Regions from separate parts of the Mus musculus genome. Here region 2 is linked to region 1. A link is a contact called in public Micro-C data. All regions are on one chromosome and are shown on one strand. Each heading gives the region's core, a stretch centred on a gene start, on an enhancer-like site or on the middle of the called end of the contact. The rest is flanking DNA. Distances are from core to core; before and after follow the strand shown.

Region 1 (6,915 bases), core at 2,091-4,590:
TCTCTCTCTCTGTATGTGTGTGTGTGTCTATCTATCTGTCTGTCTCTCAAAATATTAAAAAAGAGAAACACCTTTGGGGAATTACTTTTATATCCCAATCAAGTTTAGGCTACAAGTATAGTTATTAGGTAGATTTAAAATCTTTTACAGTGTTTTCATTACATTTATTTATCGTGTATGTGAACATATATGTTAGGGCATGGGGGTAGAGTTCTGAGAACAGCTTGTAGAGTCAGCTCTTTCCTCCTACTGTATGAGTTTCAAGGACTGGACTCAGGTTCGTGGGCTTATCTGAGCCACCTCACAGCCCTTTGAGCTATAACTGACAGTGATTCTTATGGGCGCAAATCTTGGCTTCTCTTGTGTGACTTGATGATACTCTTTCCAACTCAGACCTCCATCCTTATAATGGGAATAAAAAACATCCTGAAATCCTTTTTTGGACAACGGATGACTTATGGAAAATGCTCAGTGGTTTATGGTCATATAACACACGACAGCTATTGTTACTTAAACGGTCATAGCTCCTTTAGAGTAGAAACAAACCTCATGAATCTTTGTCATCTTCACTGTGTTTAGCACAATGCATGTCCTATATTAGATATAATAAATCTTCATTCAATAGATGAATAGCTAAAATGTCGTGTTTAATGTTCTTGCCTTTGGCTCTAATTGCCATCATATGAGCTTTTGTTTGATTTAAGAGATTTTTTTTCCTCTAAAGGACCAACTGAGTACCACCTTTGACTTCAGAGCATATCTCCAAGACACTAAAGCCACAATAGACATAAATTGGCTGTCATGGGTGCATAGCTGTTAATGACATATTTTGATGACACTTAAACATGGGACATACTTTTGGTTTGGAACTCAGACATCCCCTCATTTCCCAGCACTGTTTAGTCTGACAAGTCACATTGAGAAAGTTAGTTATGTCTTTGAACTTAATTTCCTCACTCATAAATAACCACCTGCATCATCAATGTGAAGATTAGACAAGACAGCATTATTGTCTAGTGCTCGATGTGGAGCAGGCAAGGCAGATTTTGAAACTGAGTGCATGAAGCCAGAGCTCAAACTGCTGATATCACATTTCAAAAAGGATTTTAAGCTCATTGAAGAAAGGAGGCATATCTTATTCAGAACTACTTTGCATATAACATGGTACCTAGCATAAGGCAGGTCAAAGTGGGACTGTGTAATCAATACGTGTGTCACTGAATTGCTTCCAACTGTTATTCATGTGCTGAGTGAATCAAGAACAGTTCTCCAGGAAAATGTGACTTTAGGTACTAGGAACTACAATTAATTAATAAAAATAAGGCAAGCCAAAGAAATGCCCCCACGTAGCATTTGAGCAATTGGAAGGAAAGAAAGAAAGAAGAAAGAAAGAAAGAAAGAAAGAAAGAAAGAAAGAAAGAAAGAGCGAAAGAAAGAAAGAAAGAAAAAACAAAAGAAAGAAAGAAAGAAAGAAAGAAAGAAAGAAAGGAGAGAGAGAGAAAGAAAGAAAGAAAGAAAGAAAGAAAGAAAGAAAGAGGAAGAAGGGAAGGAAGGAAGGAAGGAGGGAGGGAGGAAAGAAAGAAGAAAAGAAAAAAAAAGAAAGAATTATATCCATGTCTCTTCATTTTAATAAGGCTGTCAGCAAATTGAACCATGTGGCCTGGGTTTAAGGCAAGTTATGAAGAGCTCAAACCAAATCAAACTGGCTCCATGAGTAGGTTTGCTCTTGGACCTACATATTTTGAAGCATATGTCAGGAATGATTTACCCAGCAGTTTAATCATGTGACCAAAATCCTGGTTCTGTTTTCTGATCTGACAACAGTGTCAGCTTTATCTTGCACATCAGTTACTCTGGTGAAAAGCGGGCTCTGTGGTTTTCAGTCCTATCTAGAAAAAGAATATGTAAGAGAACATGTCATTCCATGTACTGAGCATAATTTTTGCCAACATAATGTGCCCATTCCTTCCCCAGGGTTTGTTATCAGTGAGATGCTATACATGGTTAGGACAAGACAAGGGGTCCTGGCAAGGGACAGGTACTATGTCTACATCTGGGGACCAATTCTTCACATTTCTTTCATTCTACATAGTGGTGACAGAGTATAGCGGAGAGAGCGTGACAGGACAAAGCCACATGTCCCTTGCAATGTAGATATTTTTGACCTTATGTTACGGTTGGATCAGTTAGTAGCTGATAAAAATAGTTTAATGACTAGCAAATTAGAGAAATATATATTCACAATATATCTATTTATGTATGTATCTATGTATGTATGTATGTATGTATGTATGTATTTATCTATTTATGTATGTAAGTATAATTCAGTAATCTTAATCTCTTCTATTCCATCAACCTAGATTAGCTTAGGTGAAGCTACATACTGCTATTCTGCACAGATATATGTCATTTCACATACATCAGCACATGAATCACACAATTCATGTGACCATTTTACCATCAACTTCTAAAGCTTTTGAAATCAGGAGATGTTTGTACTCATTCATCTACCCCCTCAAGCATGGCCCAGAACTTGGCATTATTATAAGCTTAGAGTTCAACTTTCAAAATATTTAGTTAATGAACAAACTGTGGAGTAGGCTTTAAGATGGAAGATTTTAGATCTTAATTTGTGAAAGAGAAACTTCCTAAGTGTATGTGAAACTGGCTTGCATTGTTCATCACATAACCAAAAAAAATGCACGCTGGATTAAAGTCTAGTTAAGATTCTTCTTCATCCTGGCATCCAGTGATTTCTCTGGGTTTACTATTGCTGATTCTGTTGTATACTTTATGATGTGGCCCAGATGTCTCTCATGTACCAGTTAAGACATGCTGGGGTCCAAGAAGGTCCTTGTTTGGTTCATGAGAATTTGAGCCTCCTTTTGCAGAAGCATGGGCTCTCCAAAGGAAGCATATTCTGTTCCTCTTGCCAACCATGATGACTAGTTCTTGCTGATTGTGATCTGGCATGAACTCGGGATTTTCTGTCTGCTTATGGCTTAGATGCCTAGACAACAAGAAACATAAAGAAGTTTCATGAGCCAATATTGTAAACATGAAGGTGAGGGAGACTTCTTATCAGCTTTAGCAATCTTCAAGGAGAATAAATAAAAGGAGAAGTCAGTATGGAGGCTGCTCAATGTTTACCTACTGTTGAACACAGGGCAGGCCCTCTGGCTAAGGAGTAATGTATACTTGGAGATAAGGTTCCTGCCTACATTAAAGTTTAGAGTTAGGTTACGGATTTGTTGAACACATATGCATTCATATACACACAGAGAGACACCACAAAGCAGTATTCCAAAAAGTAAGAGAGGAATTAGAAAACCAAATATCCAGAATACACCATATGCAGGACTCCCTTCCGCTCATCTGTCTAACCCATGATAACTTGTTCAATCTGCTCTGCTTCTGGTAATGATGCTCCATTCGTTCTATTCTTGAGTCTGTGCCCTCCCTAATTATCCCATGCAACCTCAGTGCTGACCCTCAGAGTCATGTTTTAACATCAAATTCATAGCTATAAGAGTCGTACACCTCTCTTTTTGTGGTCATTTGCATTTGTTTCTGTACATTATATAATAGGCTTTAGTTTTTTATTTTATATTTGATAGTTGTGTACTTACATAGAGCATATTATGATCATATCTTTGCCTAATTATCTTTTTCTCTCTCACATACTTTCCTCTTTACTGTTTACTCCCTTCTTCTCAGCCAATTCCCTTCCAACCCCCACATCTTGTCTTCTTTTTATTTGAAGTTATCCATCAATGCTGTGATTGGTAGTTGGGAGGACTATGCTATTCCCATAAGGTTGATTCATGGGGCTTCTCTCCAACTTCAGGCTCTTAACAATCTTTACTTTCTCCCTTTGATGTTTCCTGGACCTCGAAGGGGTTGATGTAGACTGAAGAGTCAACAGCCACTTAATATTCTGATGACTTGTGTGTCTACTAACTGTTCTCTGCTGAAGGAAGCTTCCTGGGACCAGGCAGACAGCACCACTCTTCCATGGGCATATTTCTGTTCCAATTTGTTCATTTTTTGTTTTATTTTCTCTTATTCTATTTTATTAGTATTCCTTAGATGCCTGTTGTTGTTTATTTTCTAACAAGAAAGAGTAAGGGCATGGATCAGATGGGAGTTGAGGTGAGGAGGAACTGGGAGGAGTAGGGGGAAAGGAATCCACAATCAGAATATATTGTATGAAGAAAATCTGTTTTTCATAAAACATGAATATTTAGAGGCATTTTAACCACATTCCCATTTAGTAAAATATCAATGATACACTCTCCTCTAGCGCCTGTGGTCTGTCCAGGAATAGGCTCAGGACCAGGTATATATTCTTTCCCATGGAGTATGCCTCCATTCCAGTCAGAGAGCATTTGGTTGAACCCCAAACAGTTTTGCCATTATCACAGCAGTGGGAAACTCTCTCCAGGAAGGTCACAAGCACACAGAAAGCACACCAGCACTCTGTGTTGTAGCACACATGGTCAACAGTTGAGAATGACCATTGATGGTTTCTGCCTCAGTGGCTTTCCTAGTACCTTCTGTCACTATGCAAGCTTGCAGGTGGGGAAGATGCTTCCAATTTAGTACCCGCTTGATTTCCTTTGTGTCTTGTATCTAAAGTATATGGTGTGTTCAGCAATAAGGTCTTTCCATATAGTTCCGGTGGCCAACCAAGAGCACTATCAATACTTGTATCATTCTGGGAGCCTCTGGGAAGCTTGCTGACCAACAATTCACGAAAAAGCATTCTACTCTTGGCATTGGGGTTTTCTGTTAATACTGATGACTTCTTGGAACAGAACTGCCAACCCATGCAAGGAACCTCTATTCATAAACCTTTAGAAGAAATTATGTATTTTATTTAGTTTCTATAGTAGTAGGTTTCAATATGGTTCTTCTACACATCCTCAATCTTGGTTGACCATTCCCATAACTTCTAGCTTCCCCTATCCCTTGCCACCCATCCTGTTTTAAACCTTCCTGTCTCTAATATTTTGCAAGCTGCTTTCATCTCATTCTTTCATGCATTGCTCCTTCTCTGATCACACAAGCATGAGCACCACTGGAACATGATATATATGCTTTTTTCTTTTATCTTTTCCTCTAACTGCCAAGGTTTTCCATATATTTCTAGAAGATTACTGAGGCATATATGTAAATATATAGAAAAGATCTAGAATCAGATGCAAACGCACTCATTCTGGAAGGTAAGATATTAAGACCTTTATATTTCATTCTATAGTTTTCTGTACTATTGTTTTAAACAACAAAAATATACTTAGGTAAATTTGTAAAATCTCTAAAAGGATAAAATACTATGTCCTCTTCTGAGACAGACACAAAGAGCACAGGCTCAAGTGTCTGGAACTCTGTTTGGATTCTGATACATGCTTGGCAGCCTAACCCCTTTCTCTGCATGCTCTATTCCACACACATCCCTCTCTGAGCAAAGCACCTATCAATTGCAGACTCCTACCTGCATCAGGGTGCACAGACACCTGAATAGAAAGACAAGTTTCTCTTCCTCTAGTGACAAGCAAACTTGACTATTTATTTTCAAATATATCCCCAATGTATCCAAGTATGAAAAATAGACAAAAAGCTCCAGCCTGATTTGCACTAGGGTAAATGCACAGTAATACAAAGCTGTTGTCCTCAAGAATATTTTTGTGGAGAATTCCCCTCTTACTATCTTACACATGTTCATGCTTAGACGTGTATATAATTGAATTGTGATATATTATGGGAAGAATGTACAGTAGAAAAAATTATATGACCCAACAAATGAATCAGGGCCAGAACAGTGGTTATCGGGTAAGAGTGCTTGACACTAAACATGATGACTTAAGTTTAATCTCCAGAGAACTGAGTCTCCCAAGGAATTCTCCCATCTCCAAATCCAAGCCACTGCATGCACACATCTCACAGACAGTACATAAGTAATAATTTAAAAACAAACAAACAGAGAACCATTCTCACTACTTCTGCTAGGAATCAAATTCCTTCTCTTGAACCCATAGAAAGCATCCTCGAGCAATTGTCTGGTCATGGTCCTTGAGTGCTCACTCGAGAAGCTTGATGTCAGTCCTAACAGTATATTCCTTTCTAATCTGTACTACTGCTTCTCTGTGAATAAAGCTTCCCCTTCCCAAATCTGTGGGAACACTTCTTTTTCAGGTCTTTGGATAAGAAAGCCAAGAATGTGGAAACACCTGGCTTAGATCCCAGGCAACAGTAACACTCTGCAATTACTAATGAAAGGCTTTTGTGACAGCCAAATTTCTGTTGCTATGAAAAATGTCTAAGACAAACAACTTGAAAGGAAGAAAATTTTATTTTGGGTCACAGTTTCCAAGGTTTGTTTAAAAAAAGGTCCTTTATTTTTCTTTGAGAATTTTATGCATGTATACAATGCATTTGGATCATAGCCCTTCCCCCTTACCACTGGATCGCCCTCCCTTACACTTTCTTCCAGTTTCATATAATCTTTATATCTTTTTATGACTCACTGAATCTAATTAGTGTTGGTCAAATGCACAACAATAGGTGGCCCCCAGCCTACCAACAGACCACGTTCCCCCATCCATGTTGGAATCTTGACTGGCTTGATCTTGACCAGGTCTTCTGCAGGCAACCATGGCTACTATGAGTCCATGAATTATGTCCAGAAGACACTGGTCATATTTGCCCCAGACCTCTCTGACCTCTGGCTCTTAACATTTTTGTGCCCACTCACTGAATCTTGAAGGGATTTTATATAAAAATTCACATATACTATATATTAATATATTATAACATATATTCACAAAGTGTTACTATTGGTTGGGACCTAAGTTAGATATTTTCATATATATAGCCACCCGGCTTCTGCTTTGTTCAAGTTCTTGTGCTGACTTC
Region 2 (6,915 bases), core at 1,144-3,643, 770 kb after region 1:
TTATCGTCAACAGGTAGGGATTGGAGTTATTTTAAATGGAGCCACTATGTTCCTGACCCTAAGACTTGGAGCAGCTAATGTAGGTTTGCCTTCGAGTGCACATGTGCATTTGAAATGCAGACTATAGAGCACGTTCCCCTCACCCTGAAATGTTTTCATATTTCCCCAACTTACATGTAAATCCTAGATTCTCAGGCTTTTCTATAGCATCAAACACAGCAGATACCACAGAATCAAATATTACACCCTAAATGTTTTCATGTCCTGTGCTTCTGACTAAAGAAACCATCACTGTCAGTCTCCTGAGCATAGGTAGGTGTACAGAGCGAGTAGTAGACTGCATGAATGCCTAGAAATCCTCCCTTGATTTACTGCTTTAACATGAGCCGGCCCGTGGGATATAAAGTAGGACATTGCCCTCACTTTTCCTAAAGGTGTTCTCCATTTGCATTTATCATGATGTAGAATCTGAGTGTTTGATTGAATTAAACAGTTTACACAAGCAGTCCACTCTCACGATGGCAAGAGGAAGGGCTGATTGGATGTGACATTATTTTACAGCAGCAATAATTAGCATGCCTCGACATAGGCATAAATCTCCATGACTTATGCAGGAGCCTTGTAAAGGCAAACAGAAAGCATGTGCAAGAGGCATGCCACATGCAATGGACTATCTCTTCACTGTTGCTACATCATGTGTAGGAGCCAGAGTTTCCAAAGCATTTCTGGATGCATCATTATCATCCCATATAAGGTGACAGTTATAATCCAGATATCAACAGTACCAAATATATACCTAAGAATGGGCTATACATGGAAGACACTTGATACCGGACTCTGAATAAGAGATAGTCAGTACTCCACAAAGACAGAAGTGACAGACTTACAACATCAGACCCACACACTCTTACTTTGATGGCATTGTCCATGAGCAATCCTGTGCTTCCACATCCTTGTCTACACTCCATCTGCCTGGCATTGGGACAGTGCCTCCTTAACCCTGTGCTTTGAAGACAGTACAGTCAAGTCCTATTCTATTCTCAGAAGACTTGTAACCAAACAGTCCATAGTTAACCTTAACCTTGGGTAGAAAATGGATGGAGCTCTACTGTTATAAAGTGTGTCCTTGTGGGCTAAGCAGGCCTCTAGAGTAAATGCAGAGATTGCTGTGGTGCTGGTTGGAGTCCATACTCTGAAGAATTTATCTGGCGTCTACCTGTACTTACTGCTGAAGTGACTGAATTAGCAACTAAAGGGTCGCAATAGTACTGCCCCACGTAAATCCTAAAAGTAGCCTAAGTAGGCAACTTAAAACTCACTTATAATCAAGGTGTCAGATGTTCTTGCTTAGCTCTTTAAACATAGATTTTTAATGAGTTTTTCTATGGTTTTTGTAATCTACACATTTCTGTTCATAAGTTTTAAGAACTATTAGTTTAATTTATCTTCCAAAAAGTCTTTCCTGACAAACCAGTATATGAGTTTTATCACTGACATGACTTATCTATTATTCAACAAAATAAAGGAAAGGAATTGGTAAATAGTCGCAGATAAGTTGGGAGCTTTATGTTAAACAGCCTATTTTTATGACAATTTAAAGATTCATATCTGTCTGTCTTATATGATGTATAAAGAGAAAAGTTTCAAAACTATATTTAAAATTTCACAAACTATTAATTCTTTTAAGGAGTTTTAATGAGTTTTTATAGGAAGTTAATAACATTTTCATTTAAGAGAGACAAGTATGTTATCAGTAGGGATAACATCCATGTTCGATGGCTGTATTGCCTCTGACATTTTTCAAATATCAAATCTCTATTTTATAAAGGAAAGGGAAAAATTGATATAGCCTGATATTTTGTATTAGTCAGGATGATTTGAGATTCTTTTCCATTCTTAGGACTTACTCATTCAGTAATGTAGTCTAACTGGATTCCACTGGTACTTAGGTTACAGTAACTAAATATGGTTATTTACATTTTAGCCAGTTAGTCCAGCCAGAGCATTTTAGTGCTTGTGTGCTAACTTTGGATTGTGTTTAAGGTATTTGACTTTACAGCATGTTTAGTTTCTTTTCATTTCTTATTAGTATTTTTCAGTACCTAATAGTCTCCTGCCCCCACCTCCGACAAGAACTTTCCTCTCTGTTCAAACATCACAAACGTGTTCCTTTTGGCATGTGCTTTCTAGCTCCCCAAGCAGTCTAAGCAAATTGGAAAGTTCAGCTGTCATTCTTGGAAGGTCATAGATCACACTAGCAGCCCAAGTAATCCAAGAGGTTTTAAGTATCATAGCATTTAGTTTAAAGTGAAATTTGCTCTGACAGGGCTGGCAGACCAATAGGAAAAAGAAATATTTGTGCTTGGAAAAGTGCGTGTGTAGAGACCAAGAACATAGCTGATGGCTGGAAGTGATTTCAGTCTAAAAAAACAAATCATTAAGAGAGTGCAGAGGGGTAAAACACACAGTTCATATTTTAAAGACTCTCAAAATGAACCAGCAACTAAGGTTAGCATTACACAGTAATTAGTTTGGGTGTTCACATTTAACTCACTCAGTACCAGACAGCGTGGTTAATCTGTCACTGAGAAAACATTGCTACTGAGCCCATGCTCTCTACTTAAAACCTCTAACAGTAATTTTTGTGCCTTAAGAAGAACAAAGACATAATGACAGATTATATAAATGCCAAACCAGTACCAGACAAGCAGTTATTTACCAGAGGTGCTAATGACTCAGTTTATTGATGGAGAAGTTACTTAAGCCACTCAGTAAGTGCTGGGATTCGAGTCATCATTTGACAGTATAGAACCCACCAGTAGTTTCAAGAAGTTCTCATGCACGATTAGGACATGTAGTCAAAGATAGCTAGATGTTGTGCCCTAACTAAAAGACTTCTCTAGAAGTCAGAGACCATTCCAGGTGTAGGTGACTGCTCACTTCAGCTTGATAATCCTATGTGACAAGATGTAGTAGGTGCTATGAACAAGGAAAAGTCATGAACTCGTTAATAACTGCAGTTCTCTCGTTTTAAGCTGGCTTTGGAAAGCCAGTCTTCGATCAGAACAATACAAAGTGTGTAAGTATTTTCCTTGAATGTCCAGAACAGATAAATAAGAATAGAAAGAATTTCTAGTAAGATGAGGCTAATAAGGAAGGGCTCTTGGTGTGCAGATTTGGGAAAAAAAAAAAAGACAGAAATTCAGAAACCACTTCCATGTATGGAAATGCTTGTGATTTCCTTCATGATTGACAGTCCACTCTTACCCAGACAAGTGTTAGCCATTACTCTGGCCTAGTGAAAAAAAGCATCTAATTCTCTCTCAATTGCTGATAAGAAGACAGGTCGATAAGTCCCTTTGTTTGCGCCTTCCTGCACTGTGTGCGTGCCGCCGGGCTCCCGGGTGTGGGCACGTCACTGTTTGGTTAGAGGTGTTCTTATCTTCCTTGTGAATCTGCTCAAGACACCGCGGAACGTGGATGAAGACAAGTATTAATTGAGATTAGAGAAGAGCCAGTGAAGTGGGATTTCATTACCGACTGGAATAAATGAAAGACATTCTTTACACACCCCCTCCATTGGTGTGAAGTAGTTTTTATCTGAAGCATCAGCTAGGCACTACTGAATGAATCTGCCCCACAGTGTTTTCCCCTTACAGCTGGGAGGTGCCATTAACAAAAACGTCTAATGAATGCCAGATTAATGACTTAAATACAGCCTCCCAATACTTATATAATTTTCCCTTTATTTTTGAAAAAGTGAGATTTCATTTTAAAATATTATTTATGGGGCTGGAAAGCTGGCTAAGTGACTAAGAGCAATTTCTCCTCCTCCAAAGGACTTGGGTCAGTTTCCAGCACCCATGTCAAGCGGGTCACAACTGGGTCTAACTCCAGCTCTGGAGAAAGCAACGCTTTCTTCTGGTCTCAGAAGGCACCTGCATACACATGGCATACACAGATATATACAAAGGAAACAAAGAAACCTCCCAAGTATTATTTATGCTTTATTAATAATAAAAGGCAAAATATAATTACGTATATACAATACACAAAAGTAACTGTAAATTACAGCTAACTTGTGTGTGTGTGTATGTGTGTGTGTGTGTGCACATGCCAGGCTCATTAAGAGACTGCATAATTATACTCTTGAAGTTTATTTTCTCAACGATATAATGATTCAATTTCAAAACAAAAATGCCTTAAAAATATATAAAAATATATGTATATTACCATTAAACTTATAAAAAATATGTTTTTGATGTTGGTTCCATTATGATTTTCAAACTATGCTGTAAAAATAGTACTAAATATGCCAGTTAAATTTTCAGTTGCAAGCAAGCTAGGCATAGTGGCTCACACTTTTAATTACAGCAGTTGGGAGGCTCAGAGGTAGTCGAATCTCTGTGAGTTTGAGGCCAGCCTGATCTACATAGTGAGTTCCAGGTAAGCCAGAACTGCGTAGTGATACACTAGCAGGGAAAGAAAAAAAAAGTCAGTGCCGAGGACAGTCGACTTAAGCCCCACAGTCACAGAGTGTATATCGGCTTAAGCCCCACAGTCACGGAGTGTACCGCAGGTGATGCCTATTTTGTGTGAATTAGATTATTTCACACTTACAAAATTGAAAACGTTAGTGTTAAATACAGTTTACATTCAATTAGTTTTTGTTTTTGTTTTTCAATTTTTTATTAGATAGTTTCTTCATTTACATTTCAAAGGCTATCCCGAAAGTCCCCTGTACCCTCCCCCTGCTCTGCTCTCCTACCCACCCACTCCTGCTTCTTGGCCCTGGAATTCCCCTGTACTAGGGCATATAAAGTTTGCAAGACCTAGGGGCCTCTCTTCCCAGTGATGGCCGACTAGGCCATCTTCTGCTACATATGCAGCTAGAGACACGAGCTCCAGGAGGTACAAATTAGTTCATATTGTTATTCCACCTATAGAGTTGCAGACCCCTTCAGCTCCTTGGGTACTTTCTCTAGCTCCTCCATTGGGGGCCCTGTGCTCCATCCAATAGCTGACTGTGAGCATCCACTTCTGTGTTTGCTAGGCCCCGGCATAGCCTCACAAGAGACAGCTATATCATGGTCCTTTCAGCAAAATCTTGCTGGCATATGCAATAGTGTCTGGGTTTGGTGGCTGGTTATGGGATGGATCTCCGGGTGGGGCAGTCTCTGGATGGTCCATCCTTTTGTCTCAGCTCCAAACTTTGTCTCTGTAACTCCTTCCATGGGTATTTTGTTCCCTATTCTAAGGAGGAATTAGTTTTGTTTTAAAACTTAGTAGCACATTCTGGTGCAGTGGTAAGACAAGCTCGCCATCTAGTGGCTCATCTGTAAATTACATATAGATGCCAGTTGTAAGACCTTGTTAGGTCACTTATTTGTGTGGATTTAAATTCTTACTGTTAAGGTAACTGGCTTCCTGACCAGTCCCATGAAATGCCTCCACCATTAGCTATTTCATGCAGTATTTCCTGTACTCATGGGGAAGGTTCTTTCATTCAGGTTATCTGCAGTTATTAAAACTTTCAGCTCTCAGTTCTAATCTAGTAAAGTTTGTATCTAAAGTTTCATTTCAAAAGCTAGCAAAAATAGGCCAACAAGGTGCCCCATGGCTGCCGGCACTTGCGGCCAAGCCTGGCAAGCTCAGTCCAGTCTCAGGACCACAGATGGAAAGAAAGAGGAACATTATTCCCACAGTAGTTTTCTGACCTCTACAGGTGTGCCCGCACTCCTCTGCACTGCGCACATCTGTGTGCACGCACACGTGCGAACACACACACACACACACACACACACCCTTTGTTGTGAACTGTAACAGTCTGCTGACTGTTGTTTACGGGGCTCCAGGCATTGGTGTTGGGCAGACAGGTTCCCTGGTAAATGCTTTCCATGTGTTTGAGCTCACCCAGCACCCTTTTCTACCGCAGATATCTTTTTAAAGCACAGAATAGTTTCTTTAAAGCTACTGAGTTCTCCAAGTTCGTGCAGTTCTCAGTGTCATAGGAAGAGTTTTACATCTAGTCCACCTGTCATTTAAACCTGAAGTCCCGTTGCCTGCTCAGATCAGAGCACACTGGGCACTGTTCTCCAGCTGCTGCTGTGACTTGCTCAGGCCTCTGTGCTTTCTGCATCTCTCTTAACCTATGCAATCCTACCTTTCTCTCCAGACCCATCCATCCATACACTGGTACTCTTTGTTCACGTTACAGGCTTATTACGTACATTATTAGTGCACATACGTTACATTAATAAAATCAAGAGATGGGCTCCCTGTGTCTGCTATCTCTCCGCTGCTGTAGTGGTCTCAGACCACATCAAAAGTATCATAGATACCTAAGATTCTTCATTTTAAGGAAATAATGAAAATCAAAGTTATTTCAAGAAACATACGAAGCAGAGATTGGAGATTGTGTCCTGATGATTGAATTAACAAGGTTGTGATGAGAAGAAGGGTTAGCCTTTGTGCATGATTGCAAACAGTTACTTGGGTAGGGTTTCAGAAGAGTAGGATAAAGAACTTTCCAGCAGTCTGACATATCCATACATGGAAACTGCCTTCTTGGAGTCCCAAGCACCGTATGTCTAGGAGTTCAGACAAAGTCCGAATGAGCTCTGTCAACAGTGTTGTGAGTTGAAGTACAAACAAGATTGTTTCAAACTATTTTCAGATCTTGGAGCCTATGAGCTTATGAAAGAAATGGATCAAAAGTTCTCTTTCATGCTAACGTCCCCTAATGAATGTATTACGTGTTTGTACTTGTATTGATGACTTATAGTTTAAAGGAAGAAAAAGACTTGGTTGCTCTGCTCTAACCATAGTGCGATAACGACCATGCTTTTTACTTACGCAGCACTGTCCATCCAAGGATTTCAAAGTGCTTTGCAAGTGTGCACTAAGTAAGCCTCA

Evidence for each region. A called contact is a pair of places that touch in the nucleus more often than the background predicts.
Region 2: a contact with region 1 is called in a Micro-C map of palatal mesenchyme, with 3 times the contacts expected there. The contact joins two enhancer-like sites. A contact is called at or near these places in 75 of 484 Hi-C or Micro-C datasets (the AML12 cell line, the BV-2 cell line, the C2C12 cell line and 46 more) and 3 of 115 datasets of contacts at active chromatin or transcription factors (embryonic basal ganglia, embryonic stem cells and vascular smooth muscle cells).

Annotation. Positions count from the first base shown.
Region 1 is chr1:163,135,406-163,142,320 of GRCm38.p6, forward strand. No RefSeq gene overlaps it. Among named protein-coding and RNA genes, the nearest start is that of Gm22434, 21 kb to the left of the region's middle. Within about 2 kb of position 3,341, at least 3 of the 459 cell types and tissues checked have an H3K27ac peak or open chromatin away from gene starts, as enhancers often do. A contact at or near this core is called in palatal mesenchyme, where this site is marked.
Region 2 is chr1:163,905,213-163,912,127 of GRCm38.p6, forward strand. All of the region lies in intron 19 of Kifap3 (kinesin-associated protein 3), which reads left to right. Among named protein-coding and RNA genes, the nearest start is that of Scyl3, 21 kb to the right of the region's middle. Within about 2 kb of position 2,394, at least 30 of the 459 cell types and tissues checked have an H3K27ac peak or open chromatin away from gene starts, as enhancers often do. A contact at or near this core is called in palatal mesenchyme, where this site is marked.